Regions from separate parts of the Capra hircus genome. Here region 2 is linked to region 1. A link is a contact called in public Hi-C data. All regions are on one chromosome and are shown on one strand. Each heading gives the region's core, a stretch centred on a gene start, on an enhancer-like site or on the middle of the called end of the contact. The rest is flanking DNA. Distances are from core to core; before and after follow the strand shown. Region 1 overlaps FAM65B (protein FAM65B). Region 2 has its middle 73 kb from the start of FAM65B.

The links. A called contact is a pair of places that touch in the nucleus more often than the background predicts.
Region 2: a contact with region 1 is called in a Hi-C map of blood, with 2.6 times the contacts expected there. The contact joins two enhancer-like sites. A contact is called at or near these places in 2 of 5 Hi-C or Micro-C datasets (both in blood).

Annotation. Positions count from the first base shown.
Region 1 is chr23:17,074,990-17,077,689 of ARS1.2, forward strand. The region is part of intron 1 of FAM65B (protein FAM65B); the gene reads right to left. Among named protein-coding and RNA genes, the nearest start is that of FAM65B, 6.0 kb to the right of the region's middle. Within about 2 kb of position 1,417, at least 2 of the 5 cell types and tissues checked have an H3K27ac peak or open chromatin away from gene starts, as enhancers often do.
Region 2 is chr23:17,154,389-17,157,088 of ARS1.2, forward strand. No RefSeq gene overlaps it. Among named protein-coding and RNA genes, the nearest start is that of FAM65B, 73 kb to the left of the region's middle. Within about 2 kb of position 1,308, at least 1 of the 5 cell types and tissues checked has an H3K27ac peak or open chromatin away from gene starts, as enhancers often do.

The DNA.
Region 1 (2,700 bases), core at 167-2,666:
CCTGGTGTGCTGCAGTTCATGGGGTTGCAAAAGGTCAGATACAACTTAGCAAATGAACAACAGTTGGGAAAATAGACAAGTCACCTTGCCAAAAGTTCACATTTTCCTTACTTTCACAGTTTAACACCTAAAACTTTTACTTTGTATCCATAACTGATCTTAAATGTCTTCTGCCTGAAGCCTCTGTTTAGCAGGTTAAGGCATGAAAAGTGTAAGCTATGGACAGTCCACACGTGAAAGAATAATGATAGTATAAATTATCATGAATTTGCCTTCTGGAGTGAAACTGGCCATTATACTTGCTTTGTGATCGTTATCCCAGCATATATGTCAAAATATTTCTCTTAAAAATATCTAAAAGTGATCAAGTAAATTGTTCTATTTTTCTTGAAGGGAAATTCTTGCTAAGTGATGAGATAGGCTTTGTCTACACAGCACAAAGTGCAGTGGTTTTTCAGCTTATGACCTGGTTTGTCTATCAACAGGGATCAAACACTTCAGATTCTTGCCAAATCCCTTCACTATGGATCGTACACATGCTATGGAATCATGACCCTTCTGGTCAGTCAGGCACATCCACATTTCAGCTCCCCAGAAACCAGCCTCCAACTCCAATGCAGCCTGGAACATTCTGTCAAGGAAGTACATACATGTTCAATAGCCTACTAGCCCCTGCAGTGGGGTATTTTCATTTTCTTCTTTCTATTTTTGCTTGCTGGGACCAGTCACTATTATTTTTCCTTCTTCCCTGTCCTTCAGGTACTTGAAATAATTTCAACTTGATTCAACTAATACTTTTCCGTCTTTAAAATCTCTTCTAAAACCAACTGAGTTGCAAACCTTTTCATTCAATGTCACCACTGTTTGGTAAAAAATTCATAGACAAAACTTAGCCATCTAAAAATAAATGAGAAGTGGAATGAGCCGATATTTGCTAAGCACAGGAAAACATGTGAGGCATAGGTAACTGGATATATCACATCTCTTTATAAAAAATATATTGACTTCAGGAGTGAAATAATTCTTATCAAGGAGCAAGGGCAGTTCTCTCAATTTATTTCACTGCTTTGGTCATAACAAGTACACATTTCTTTTTTCTTTTTTTAACTCCCCCCCCCCCCCACAAACAGTGGTTATGCATATATTTGTATTTCAACTCAAGTCCTATAGAAGATATACTCAAGGCTATTTCATACCATTCCTGAAAAGACTTTACTGGCTGCTCATAAAATTATTAAATGAGCATTTTAAGTACTTTATTTGTGATACTGGGCCCCTTTTTGGCTTTGGCCTGATCTAAGTAGGTCATCCAGAGGTCACTAGGGGCTGTAAATCAAGGGGTGGACTGGTGGCTAAGACAGCCTGCATCGCTTTAGTGCAATGTGCTATTTTAGTTTGTGCCCCTGAAATGACACCATCTCTTTGGCACCAGCCAAAGCAAGCTTCCTAGACATCTCTGGGAAGGGAATGTTTTGTAGTAATCCAAGGCATAGGTCACACAGGCATGAATAATTGTGGGGAGGTCTGTGTCTGCTCCGGCCTCTGTGGCAAATAAAGTAGGGAAAATGACTTCCAAATGAAGCATTTCTCCAGGAGTCTGAGAATGCAAACTGATCCAAGCGATCTAGCAAACTGCAAAAGTAAAGAATGATCAACTTTTTTCAGCCCAGGAAAGTACGGTAGACTCTTCCTGCTCCTTCTTCAATCCCTTACTTGGGTTTCATTTGAGAACCCCAGATACGAGTATTTTTGAAAAAGGACTAACACAGCCAAATTACAATTATTATATTTATAACTATGAAATGTGGCATAATCAAACAAAAAAGTCTAACTCTGTTTAGCCAAGGCACATACACTTTATGTTCTCTTTCTCAACATTTTCCCCATAAAGGGTTTGACTAAACCAGCCTGAACTTTCAGAATCTATTGGTTTTGTACATAAACTTATTTAATCTCTTCTTCCTTCCTTTCTTCTTTCCTTCTTCCTTTTCTTCTTTCAATTTTGGAAAGGGAAAACGTAATTCAGTAAACAATATCAAAACATGCCAGATTATAACAGGTTGCATAACTGTTAACTTATTTAAAAAAAAAAATGTACTTTGGCTTCATAAGCAGTTTACAAAGAAAGACAAAGTGGGCATCTATTCTACTTAGAATTCTCTTTTTGACAAACTTTTTTGAAGTTACTTTTGAAAGGGGGAAAAAATGTTGGCTTAATTGGCTTGAGGAAAGGAGAGAGCTTTGGTTCAAAACTGTGTAGCATTTTTTTCCCCAAGCGTCTCTTGATCTCTTTAAGACCGACAAGCAGCTATCTGTCCAGTGGACTCCCTTCTGCCAGTTTATCTCCATCTGGGAGCATTCTCCTTTGGAGAGTTTGATACAACCTCCCTAGACACTGTAATCCTATGCTGTGCTTCATTGTACCAGAACATCTGCAGGTCTGGCAAACACATTGCAGGTTCCAGTGGTCTTTCCAGAAGCAAGATCCTAACAGGCATGTAAGTGTTCAGGAAATATATAAGTCTGAGAAATACTTTGCACAGATGACTGTGAACTGGTGGTGGTTTTTTTATTCTCATCACTGCCCTTGACAACAGAGGGGTGAAAACAAAGGCAGGGAAAGCTTGTGGTTCTAAGGAAAGAAGAACTGCAACTTTGACTTGTGCCAAGGAGTGATTTTGGCTGCTGAGCTGCTGGTAG
Region 2 (2,700 bases), core at 58-2,557, 79 kb after region 1:
TGCTGAATCTGCCAGCATCCTGACTGTGAGAAATGAATTTCTGTCCAGGAAGATCCCCTGGAGAAGGAAATGGCAGCCCACTCCAGTGTTCTTGCCTGGAGAATCCCATGGACAGAAGAGCCTGGTGGGCTACAGTCCATAGGGCCGCACAGGGTTGAACACGACTAAAGTGACTTAGCACACACATAAACCACCCAGTCTACAGCATTTTGTCATAGCAGCCTGAACTAAGACACTTATTAAACTATTTCAGATGATAAAAGCAACAGAACTTCAGAAAGTGAACAAAAGGAAACTTCATAATTACATGCCCAACACAAAACTGCTTTACATGTTGTATCTCCCCGTCCAGACCTTTAAAATTTTGAATCTTTACTTTAAAACATTTCTATTAAGCAAACACAAGAGCCAATTATAGAAACCATCACAAAAAATTATAAAAGGAAAACAATTAGAATAATCTCTAATCCTTCTCCCCAGAGAGGAATTCTGTTAATATGTATAAACGCAGTTCTCTCTTCTTACATTAATGTATATTTTTAAATGGCTTATTTTTCAATGCTCTTATGACTCTGTTCTACCTTTATTCATTTGTTCATTCATTCAATAAACATTTATTAAGCACCTACTATGTATCTGTCAGTACTTTATGGGGTAAAAATGAACTATGACGGTGCCATAGCCCCTCATGGTTCTCATGAGGTTTATAGCCTAAAGAAGATAGATCTGAAAAAAATTACTAGTTTCTCTTTGAGGGCAAAATCATTGTCTATTGGCCTTAAAGCTTCATCTCCCTTTCAAACCTCTCTCCCTGTCTTGCCCCCACAAATGCCAATCTCCTTCTACTGTTGAGCATTCATAAGCCTGCACCACAGTTCAAGCGAGAGTGCCCTGGAACTCTCCATTCCTGCTTGTACATTTCACCCCCATGTCCTCCAAGGGCAGATGAGTCATTGAGTGTGGAGACAGTTCTATAGAGCACAGACTGTATCACCAACTGGTCTTGCAAAAGCTTCTGATAATACTTACAAAGCTCTGAGAGTTCTGAGAATTCTACTGACAGAAGAAGAGGGGTTTGGAAGAGGAAGTCAGATAGAACAGGTGGTCACAGCACAGCTATCTAAGCTGGGCTAAGAAAGAGGAAGCGTTCTCCTTTTTTGGCTTCCAGACAGCACTCTCCTTTGGGGAAAAACAAACAAATTTTGTGGTGGTTGAAAGCCTAGAGGAACCAGAAGCCATATGCTGTGTGGTGCTGCTGCCCAGGCCCCGCGGCCCTGGAATGGGATGTCGCGTGAGTCTCCACGCCAGGTTCCGAGTGAGCCTCTTGCTCAACCAGACGCTGGGTGGGGTTCTTGGAGCCAAGGTCCAGGGGCAATTATTAGATTAGCTTCACACAAGTTGCTACTGTGATTTGCCTGTGGACGGTTTTTAAAAAAATGTCTTCCTAATACTGCTTGGGAAAATGGCCAGTATCCCGATCTTCTCAATAAGATGAAGAAAAAACTATCAAATGCATGATGAGGGTGTTCTGTGTTTGCATGGTCAGCTGGACCTTATATGGCCCACCTAGCAGCAGCAGCAGCAGCAGCAGCAGTCATGGTCTGTACCCCAGAGGACTTCATTTTCTTCATAAGGGTTGACTTTCCCTTTCTGAAGAAGGACTAAGCCCAGAGGACCTTCTGATCTATTTTCGCATCCTCAGCACTGACGTGGTTTCTTTTCAATACAAACCGTGACTCGTGCTTATTCACTACCTGTCCCACCCTTGGAAGTCCTTCTCTTCTCTTGGCTGAGTCCTGCCACTCCTACCTACTGCCCCCTTTCCCTGCCACACTATGGCCCCCCCACCACCTGCTTTCAGACCCACCACTCCGTTATGTGCTACTGGGTCTCCCTGCCTTCATCTCCCTGCCTTCCAGTCCCCCTTCACCACTGTGGCCTCTGCCATTCTCCATGACTCTTGATGACACTGTCGCAGTTGCTCAGAACTCCCAGGCCTGTCTGCTTCTCTCTGAAAGTCCTAACCATCCATTGAAGGCCCCCTGGAAATGTCAGTCTCTCTGTGAAGCCTTGGCCCATCTTCCCAAGCAGAAGTGACCCTCCCTCTCTTCCCCTTTCAGGTCCCACCAGGACTTTATTCATTCCCAGTGCAGGGCACTGTGCCTGCTGTTGGCGTACCAGGTAGGTAAGACATGGCCTTTGTCCTGAGAACCTTCTGGATGCTCTGTCTACTTACGTGCAGATAAGCAGAGAGGTACAATGATAATGGCCAGGCATAAGCCCTCGACCATGACCTGACTGTGTTACCCTTCATAATACACAATTACAAGATAACACACATCTCTACTATCTGGTGAGTTGCTAGTCTGGTAAATCCCCAGTGGCAAAGATTAGGTTTTAGTTTCCTTCATCTTCTCTAGAACAAGGTCCTCTAGGATACATAGCCCACATTCCATGAGGGTCAGTTTAATGAAATTAAAAGACAAAAATTCTGATTTGTATAGCGATTTATAGGCATCGAGGCACTTTTCACAAGCTTGTGTAATTGACTCCTCCAGGACAGTGGTCCCTATTGTGGCTGCTTCCAAAAAATGTTCTTCCCCAGGCTCCACTCCCAGAGACATTGATGTAATTACTTGGTGTGGGCCCAGGCACTGACATTTGAAAACAACAATCTTCTGGTGATTCTACCAGGCAGCT